2 separate regions of the Zea mays genome follow, and region 2 is linked to region 1. A link is a contact called in public Hi-C data. All regions are on one chromosome and are shown on one strand. The core of a region is the stretch at or near the end of the contact, and the rest is flanking DNA. Distances in the headings are between cores, read along the strand shown. Region 1 holds the start of LOC103647243 (protein LONGIFOLIA 1). Region 2 holds the start of LOC100502222.

Evidence for each region. A called contact is a pair of places that touch in the nucleus more often than the background predicts.
Region 2: a contact with region 1 is called in a Hi-C map of tassel, with 3 times the contacts expected there. The contact joins the promoter of LOC100502222 here to the promoter of LOC103647243 in region 1. A contact is called at or near these places in 5 of 25 Hi-C or Micro-C datasets (ear, endosperm, leaf and 1 more).

What each region holds. Positions count from the first base shown.
Region 1 is chr2:168,001,154-168,006,188 of Zm-B73-REFERENCE-NAM-5.0, reverse strand. It overlaps LOC103647243 (protein LONGIFOLIA 1), which reads right to left and starts at 3,151. Exons shown (of 5, transcript XM_020548456.2): 1 at 1,257-3,151; 2 at 1,078-1,148; 3 at 1-984. The coding sequence starts at 837.
Region 2 is chr2:168,271,854-168,276,888 of Zm-B73-REFERENCE-NAM-5.0, reverse strand. It overlaps LOC100502222, which reads right to left and starts at 1,985. Exons shown (of 1, transcript NM_001196699.1): 1 at 762-1,985. The coding sequence starts at 1,898. The coding sequence ends at 1,041.

The DNA.
Region 1 (5,035 bases), core at 1,902-4,401:
AGTTTCGACAGGAAACTTTGAGTTGGGTAAATTTCTAACAGTTGAATCATGATTCCTTTGTTGTCGAAGAGCATGCTCGTTGTGAGATGAGATGCTCAAGGGGTTGAACATGGCCTCTTGCTTGCTCCCTTGAACGGTTTTGCATGCATGTGATGATGCTATACTTTGATTATGCTCAGGCAACTCTTCCAAACCCATGAGCTTCGCAACAACGCTAGGAAGCCGCTTGCAGGCAGGCTGTTTCTGCTGGATCTCAAAAGCTGCATTGGACCCAATAACAGTGTTGCTGCTTCTGTCTGTAGAACTCAAGCTTGGGTTCAATCTAGAGTCAATTTCACCATTCCGAAGGTGACTTTCCTTGATGTCCAGTGACAACCTTGGTACCTCCCTCAGTTTTGATGCAGCCTCCTTCCCATCGTATGAGAACCGAGGAGCATCATATGAAAGTCTTGCATGATGGACAGATTCAGCAGGAGTCCATGAGGCTTCCCTGAGCTTGGCTAGCACTCGAAGCGATTCATTGATGTCCACGAGACCCTTGCTTTTTTCTTGTGTGCTGTCACGGGGAGGCCCATTCAATTCCCTAGGTTGATCTCCACAGTTGGATGGGTGATCTGTTACTTCTTTAGTGCAAATTCTGACTGACAATTCACGGCTATCCATATAGATTGAATCCTTCACAAGATTTCTTATACCAAGAGTTGGCAGGCTGGATTGAACTATGGGCATGTCCTTGGACTTCGTAGGCGCGTCATCAGGGTAGTCGAGCCCGGTGTCACTGTCAAAATAACTCTTGAGCTTCGGCGAGCTCTTGAACGGCCTCTCTGGAAATAGCATTCGGTCAGTGGATGATAGGTCCTGTTGTGTTGATTTGTTGTCATCAACGGACGAGAATGACGAAGAGGGTGACGATGAATATGAGGTTTGAGACAGTTCTGTTGCTGGTGCTCTTTGGCTATCAGCCCATGTTTTACTCGAGTTCTCCTGAATACAGTTTGCAGTAACTCAAGTCAGGATTTGGGTGTCAGTATAAAACATGTATAACTACTCTACTGTCGATAAAATTCAGAAACTTACCAGCACAATCTGGGGTGAATATCTTGTGCAATCGCCCTCTTTGCTTGGGTTACTGGATACTGCATGGCCTGCTGCAAGAAGTGAATCATTGTCAATGCTGAACCGGGCAAGAGAAGAGCATGCCTTTCTGCTTTCTTGTAGCAAAACTAGAAAAGGACAACATTGCAAAATCATATTACCTCCGTTCTCGAATATTTGTCGCCCGCTAGTTCATTATTGAACTAAAATACGACAAATAAAAAGAACGGAGTGAGCAAGCCAGGGACAATCTTGCAAGGAACCTGATAATAGAGAGAGAGAAAACAAAGTAACAGCATCTAAAGTTGAAAAGGCACAGAAACATTTTTTCTTTTGATCCAATGGACTACTCTGCGTACAGCTCTTATTCCTTTCAGTCAAGGACATTTTTCTTATCTGAAAAAAGGTTCCAAATTTGCAAGGACTGGTTTTTGTCGGTGGCTGATTTGGAGATAGTAAATGGGGCTGTGAAAGGACGGTTCTTGGTGTATCATGAGCAAGCACCTTTTCGTCCAAAAAAAACAGGCAGGTCATCATCAGTTTAAACCAAAACAACCAACACTCTGACCGGAAAAAGTGGTAACTCATCAGTTACCAATAATCCCCAACACACAAGTCTGGAGCATGAATCTGCAGGGACTTAAACCTGCGGAGCACTTGGGTACAGGCTGTTTTCCATACTAAAATAAAAAATACAACCTGATCTAATCTAATATGTGTCTTCAAAAAGCTGAGTCCTTTATTGGGCACATCCCAAGTAAAAGATACCAGGCAAAGAGATGGGGTAGAAATAGACGGCATAGATCACGGCTGGAAGCACGGAGAAGCAAGAATGGCTACACACACACACTGAAGCAGGGCACAGCCGCACAGGGGATCTCCAACCTCGCAAGAGAAGAGAAAGCAGAGAGTGAGGAAGCGGGACCTGTTGGGGGAAGCAGCCTCTTGTGGGAGGAGGAGGCGAGAGGGTGGCGGCGGTCGAAGGCCTGCAAGATCCCGGTGACGCAGCCCACCTGGCGGTGGAGGTCCTGGCGCCTGTCCTCCGCCAACGCCCCCGGGCCGAGGTACTTGGCCGGCATCCTCCGGCTTCCCCTTCCCACTCTCGTGGAAAGACGAAATAGGAGGCGCAAGCGCAAGGGAACCCGGAAATGCAGGAGGCTGCCCTCCTCTGCAGCAGGTCAGGAAGAAGAGGAAGGTGTCATCTGTGGCTGCCCCGCCGCATTTCTCGGAGGAGTTCCGGGGTGGGGCTCGCCGGAGAGGGAACGCTCGTGCCTCCCTGAGGGTGGGTGAGCATCAACCAAGGAGGCCACAGCCACCGGACCGCTGCTGCCTCTCTCACTCTCGGTCACTGTCCAGCACTCCAGCTCCAGCTTCAGCCCTTCCAGGTTCCAGCTAGCGGGATGGGAGGATTTCCGGTGCCTTCTCCTCCTTCCTTCCGTGTCTGACTTGTTCCTACTGGATGGAAGTGGAGGCAGCCTTGTGACTTGTGTGAGGAAGATTACAGAAAGCGAGGACAGAGCGGGGTCGGCATCGCACTGCTGCACGCCTGCACCTGCATATGACCTTGCCTTCTTTTTTTTTCTAACCCGATCTGAAAAATAAAATATTGGGGTGCTTGGAGATTAAGGTGAGGTGACAAGTCATGCTCCTGATAGCTGCACCTGCAGTTACAGAAGGAAGGTGGGGGCGTGGGGAAGACTTTAGACTTGACAGGCAAAATATGATGGTTGGACGCGCTGGCACTGCCATGGCCTACTCTTGTGCTTGCTGGGACCAAACCAAACCACACCAGGACAAGCCATTGCAAGCTTCTCTCTTTCTCTCCTCCTGTCCTCTCAGCAGCACCCCCATGTGCGCCATCTCTGTCCATCTCTCGGCACGCGTGTACGTGTATACCACTATACCCCCACCGATTTGGCATCTGGTGGCGAGAGCTGTGGAGACGGCAACCAAGACCTGTGAACAATTGGTTTGTTGCCTTGTTGGGAAGAAAAATCCCTGGTGTTTCCTGATAGTCAGGAAAAGCTAACTGGCGGCGGGATTTGCTGTCAATTTGGACTACTGTGTTGTTTCATTTCAGTGCTGCACTGCACTGCATTATCTTGTAAATTTTGATGCGCGGGGGCACCGAACGAGCAGGGAGCTGCCACTAACGGATTAACCAACAGTGCATTCATGGTGTCCATCTATGAGGCTATCTACGGCACCTTATCTATCATTATACTCATATTTAAACTTCAATCTACGAACATTGTAGTTTACAGTGCAGAATAATATAAAATAATATTTTTGGATAAATTTTGGGTAAACTACTGCAGACGGCCTAAAGAGAAGACCATACGTCCACACCACAGTACAGTACCAAGTCGTGCCAACCGATGACATTTTCTTCCCAACCCGTGATGGCGAACCTCATCGATCACCATTGTTCCCTAAACTTGAACTCAATAATGGGACTGTTGAGCAGAAAAAAAAGTCTGTGCGGACGGTCTGGTCCTGAGGCCAGACGGTTCGCTGTTCAGACTGTATGTCGTAACGACACAGACTGTCCGTGCGTGCGCAGAATCAGTTAGGGTTCTGGATTTCTTGCGGTATTTCTTAACTTAAAAACCGACTTATAACATGTCCAGACCTCCTCCTTTATATAGATGAAGGGTTAAGGCCGATTGAACCCTCCACAATCGATACACTCAACTCTAATTATTGTTTTTATCTTATGTATTATTAGGAGTAGCTCTAGTTTAGCCCTAGTTTAGCCTTCATATACCTCAAATCTCTATCTCTCTTCGGCTCTACATCGACCAAGGACATCTTAGGTGGCCTGTCGACACCAAGACACCCTAGGATCTCTCCACCCGACGAGGTCCCTCCCGGGAGGCGAGATCTTGGTCTGCTGCAAAGAAGACGATGCTCTGCGTCGTCGTGGATCGTCCGAGCCCCAGGCGCGGACCGTCCGGACGTACACAGAGGAAAGAGGAGGAGACGTTCCTGCGCCCAGATCACGAATCGCTCAGCCCTGTTGCGAGGACCGTCTGCGCCTCCGTAGAAAGCATCGTCAGGCGGTTCGTTCTAGTGTTTGGCGTCCAGATCGGCGCCAACACACTTTTTGGCAACTCCGCTGGAGACCAGATGTCTAGATCTACTAAAAATCAGGCCCTCAAATGGGCCGGTTCTAAAGATCACACCGATATCTTCCCGTATGAGCGAAGCCAGCTTAAAAACCATCCTGGTGCACACTCTATCCAACACAAAGGAAACCATACAATTTAAAAGGAAATACATAACAAATTTAGGACAGATATTGACAAAAATTTATTTTACTCTGGTGCCTATGCACTAGGGAGAGTCAACGTGGCTTCGCTACTATCTTCCCGAACAATATTCTGAAGATGGCCGTTGAAAGTCTAACGGCCGATGGACAACAACAATACAAAGACTACATGCGTCAAACGAAGGAGAAATTTTTATCGCAATACACAATAGATCACACAGCTTTCATGGCGCAATGGATTCCTGGTTGCAGCAGACGCTTGAGCGTGGAGAGCGGGCTCTGTGCTTGAGTATCAGACTGAATTTGAACGACTGGCATAAGGGCATGGTGCAAGGATCCTTCGGATCAAGTGCTGATGAACTCAAGTCAACTGAGTCTAGGCGATATAAAGCAGTGATGGAATCTGAGGAGGACAAGTAAGTAAGCAAACCAGCCCATGATCGAGTGAAACATGTGTTGTCACCAATTCCTGGTCACCGGCCCATTTTTAGGTCAGGAACCAATCCCGGAAGCAGCTCATTCCAGGCCAAGGATTGAGGGAAGGAGACTGAAATCAGGTGGCGTCTCTTAACAGACTTGGCCAGATTATAGGCCGGGTTGATTCATCCCTCCTGCCCAGAATGAGTCCAGGAATAGGCCGTTCTGGCCGAAACGAAGAACGACGCACGC
Region 2 (5,035 bases), core at 736-3,235, 270 kb before region 1:
GCAGTTATTATTATATATAAAAAAGCAATACGACTACCACAGGTACGTAGTTATCACCAACGAACTGCCAACAACGCGTAACCAGCTGTGAATATATACCCGATGGATGCCAACGACAGGCCACAGGACGAGAATATAATACGGGGGGCATGCATGCATTCGGTCTGCAGCCAGCAGCGGTCTTTAATTAATTAGTTTTTCGTGGAGTTGTTGCGTAGGACAGGAGTAGAGCGGTTGTCATCAACGGAACAGACAGACATGCTGAATCATAAAGAAAAACACCACACTTCATCGTCATCGACGGCTGGGACAAGCAGCCAGTTAGCTGTCACTCACTCAACTCTGCCGCGGCTTCTGCCAACGGCCGGCTAGCTACCCTGTCTGCCAGCCATCATGGCCATATATTTTCTCTTCGTCCTTTCCTTGCCCATCCATCCATCCATCCATACCATACCATCTAGAAGTACTGAAGTAGCTCAGCAGTGATCCACAACTACCAAAAAAAAAAGAGCTCCTCAGCTCCCAGGCAGACCATTCTAGTGTTGTCCGTACGGTTCTGTGTGTACGGTGGTCAGTGGGTGTTAGGACACACTAAACTAAGATTTAATCCATATTTTTAAAACTTACTATCTAGGAAATAAAATCCCAACATCTAGCCTAATAATCTAAGAACGACCAAATTTCTGAGCCCGCCAATCGAAGAGACCCCTTTATCTTAGTGGTCCAATTTTGCACTCGAAACCAAAAGGCAAATTTGCACGAGCCAAGAAACACGAGTGAGTCCTCTCTCTTCTCCCTGATCCATCTTCTCGATCCCTTTTTGTGCTGTCTCCTGTACAAGAACAGCATGACGATATCGGAGGTCTCGCCGTCCGTCCGTCTCTCTGGTACTGTAGTCTAAACTCTACTGGTTACTGAGTACCACCAGCAGGCAGCACAGCAGCAAGCATGGAACGAAGGCCTCTGCTCTGCTGATTAACAAAGGAATCTGGGATCGGTCGGCGATTCGTTGTCTTGGTCTTGGACCCCTGCCGCTGAAACTAGTCGATCTCGGCCATGCCCATCACGGCGTGTGCGTCGAAGCCCGACCCGGACATGTAGTTCCGGACCTCGATCCGGATCATCTCCTGCATCATCAACAGGAACTCCGCGCTCAACGGCGAGCTTGCTTGTGCTTGAGGTGTTGGCGGCGGCGGCGGGGATGGTTCGGGCTGCTGGTCCAGCCCTGGCAGGGAGAGGGACAACGACAAGGAGGTTGCTGGAGGAGCCTGCGGAGAAGGCGGCGCCACCGGGAGCAGGACCACGCCGCCCGCGCGCGGCACGGGGCGGTAGTACACGTGTTGTAGCTGCTGCTGGGAGGTGACGGCGGTAGAAGCGGCTGACGGCATCACGGTGGGAAGGCTCTGGTGGCTGGAGTCGCTGAGGTCGGACCCGGACGGGCTTCCGGGGGGCCCGTCGCTGCTGGTGCGCTTGAGCGAGCGCTGGTCGCCGGGGCCGGGGCGCGCATCGGCGTAGTACTCGCGCTTGCGCTCGCGCTCGCGCTTGAGCGTGGAGTTCCAGTGGTTCTTGATGGCGTTGTCCGTGCGTCCGGAGAGGAGGCGCGCGATGGTGGCCCACTTGTTGCCGAACCTGGCGTGCGCGCGGAGGATGGCGTCGTCCTCGTCGGGCGTGAAGGGGCGGTGCTCCACCCGCGGCGACAGCTGGTTGCACCACCGGAGGCGGCACGACTTGCCGGACCGGCCCGGGACGGAGCGGCTGATGAGGGACCAGTTGCGCGCGCCGTGGCGGCGCACGAGGCGCTGCAGGGCCTCGTCCTCCTCGGGGCTCCAGGGGCCCTTGATCCGGTCCACGCCGGCCTTGCCGCCGCCGCTGCCGGACGGGGAAGGCGACGCCGCCATGTTTTACTCAGAAACTGGTTCTTTAGTACTACTGGGGCGTGTACTGGTCGATCCGGATGAGATGCCAAGGATGTGGTGGAAGAGAAGGAAGAAGATGAGACGATCGGAGAGAGGTGGAGTCGGGAGTGAAGGTTGCAGACAGGCAGGGGGAGGAGGATATATAAACAGAAAAGAGGGAGACGAGACGACAGACAGATGGGAACTGGGAAGGGAAGGGAGGACTCCACCGCTCCAGCCGGTGGGAGGTCACCGCCTCACCGGAGCGGTGCGGAGCCGAGGTGCACCGTGCACAGGACAGGATCACAGGAATGCGTGCGTGCGTGGTGTGGTTTCAGATGGGCGGGCAGGAAGGCAGGTGGCAGACGCAGTTGGGGGTGGATTGGGTACAGCTAGGGATGAAAGTAGTAATTCGAACTGTTAGGATAAATTTAATATTTTAAAATAGATATGTATAAAATTTGATATTGATCTTTTTTTTATGTTATCAAGCACATTAGTACAAATACGAATAAAATATTATATAAATTGTTTTATGTTTTATTTGCTCCCTGCAACACAAAAAGTTGAAAAAATTATCGAAGTTATTTCCGAATCCATACCGAAGTTTATATCTATTATTTAAAAAAATATATGATGAATTTGAGGTTTACCTTTTATGAATTTTTAGAAGCTGAATGTTAAAAACAAGAATACAAATTTGTATTATAGATTGTATATCCTATTTATTCGCAATCAAAGAAAAACGACTAAAAACTGATTACCGAATAAATACCGTTTCCGACCGTTTTCATCCCTAGGTACAGCTGGCTACGGGGACACGCGTCCGCACGGCAGCCCGCTCACGAACCCCACCAACTGACCCATCCGTCCGTTGGTCGCTTGCGTGCTGCCGTTACGGCCGTGGGTGGGCTCACAAGAAAAAGAAAAGAATCCGGGACGAAAAAATCTCTGGGGGCTGGGTGGTGGTTGGCTTTGCGTTTAGTTTGGCAGGGACGTGGACTCGGAGAGCTGTCGCCTGTCGGTGTGGTCCGGACCGGCTAATCGGCTTTCTGTCCGAACGGCCATGGATGGCCCCTGCGCCGGAATATGTTTTTTTTTCTTTTTCTAAAATGGAATTAGGTGCTAAAGTGTCTATAGACTAGTCACTAGAACAATCTTCACGTTGCGGATTCGTCTGCCCTTATAAACGACCCAGTCGTCTATGGTAACTTCATTAACATTGAAATTTTGTCTTTAAAAATGCTAGTTGGGGTAGAGTTTGTGCGCATGTATTTTTAGTGATGGGTGTATACGTTTATTATAAGCGTGTGTGAGTTGTAGCGCGTAATTCTAAATCCGGGTGTTGCGATTAACGCATGTTTGGAAGTGCAATATTTATTTTTTTAATAGTTTTCCATACAATACCATGGTTTTATAGGAATGTACTAAAGTATTTTATATAACATGAGGTATTTGGTTGCTTCTCTAACCACTATGTTTTCAAAACCACGGTATTCAGAATACCTTGGTATTTTTTTGAGTAGTGGAAATTCCACTCCAATCTAAAGTTTTTATGACATGCTAGTCTAGATTTTGAACTAAACAATGTGGTTTACAACACTTTATCCAAACTGTCGGCACCCATAACTTTTGACTAAATAAGTGCCCCCTGTTTTGGGGTTTAATTGTAGATTTGCCCCTACTTTTTTGACTTTGCATGTTTGGCCTTGTTTTTTTTTAAAAAACTAATGTATACCCCTACTGCATTGGTTTTACTTGACGATGGTAAAGTCTGATAAAAAGAAAATTATACCCTTTCATCATTTGGATAAAGAATTAGCAATATTATATATATATATATATATATATATATATATATATATATATATATATAGCTATGAGAACAATTCAAATTATTTTGCAATAAATTGAATTATTTTTAAAATGAAAAAAAGTTGTTAGTAATTCAACTATATTGTCGAACATATTAGTAACATAACACCCACACCATATTAAGTATAATAATTATTTTGCAATAGTTTGTATATGTAACGAGTGGTACTACTACAAGGTAAAGGTTGATGTCCTTAGAGCCTGTTTGGATTCTTGTGGCAAAAACAATTTGCTTGCTAATTATAGCACATTGGCCTTCAAAATAGGCTAGTTATATAACTTGGCTAATTATTAGCAGGAGGGATGGCAAACTGTTTGCCTATTATCTATTTGAACTTGCTAATATGTGCTAATAGATTGTATAAAGAAAAAAAAAGACATCTATTAGTCAAGACTCCAAACATATCCTGACTAACTGTTGCTAGCTAATTATTTATCGGCTAATTATTAGTCACTGACATACAGTTAGACAGGACGATCCAAACAGGATCTTAGTCGTTCAGTATCAATTAGAAATCCGGTGATGTAACCGGTTCGAATACCATGTCCTACCTACAGCCAGTGATCGTTGGACTCAGGTGAGGTGCATGCATGCGTGCTCCGCTCATGATTTCGGAGCGGCCAGCGTTGCGCATGCAGACGTGTCCCCGTCCCAGACTCCCAGTCCCTGTGTGGCAGACGACTCAACGGCCACAGTTGGTTGCACTACCCGCCAGCCGCCACGCCAGGTAGTTGTCACCGCGCCGTCCGTCATTCTCTTGTTACACGCAACGCAACGCACCATCATCCTTTTTCATTAGTGCTGGCTTCACACACCTTTCAGTTTCAGTGGTGGATGATGTCATCAGGCGCCCGTCGTTAACAACCCAGATGTGGCACGCCGCAACTAATCGTCTCTCTCGTTGAAAAATAAAGATCGGAGGTTCGTTCGTCGTCACAGTGTTCTTTGTCGTTTGCATCTAGTATCTACTAGTACTGTACTATATATAAATATATTTCTTTCGTCCCATTTCGCTTCTGCCACGTTTTGGAAGAAAAATAAAAAACTGTGGCTGGCTGGCTGGTGAACGAAACGAACCAACCGAAACCGTCAGCCGCGCGGAGTTTGCACATCTCAATCCGCTTCCCTTTAGGTTCCGTAAAAGAGAAACACAGTTTGTCCGTTGCCCTTTCTTTTTTCATTCCTTTTTGTTTGTTTCTCTATTCACTGCGAAATATAATACTCTATCTATCTTAAAATATACTTCTTTCTAGTTTTTTTTTTC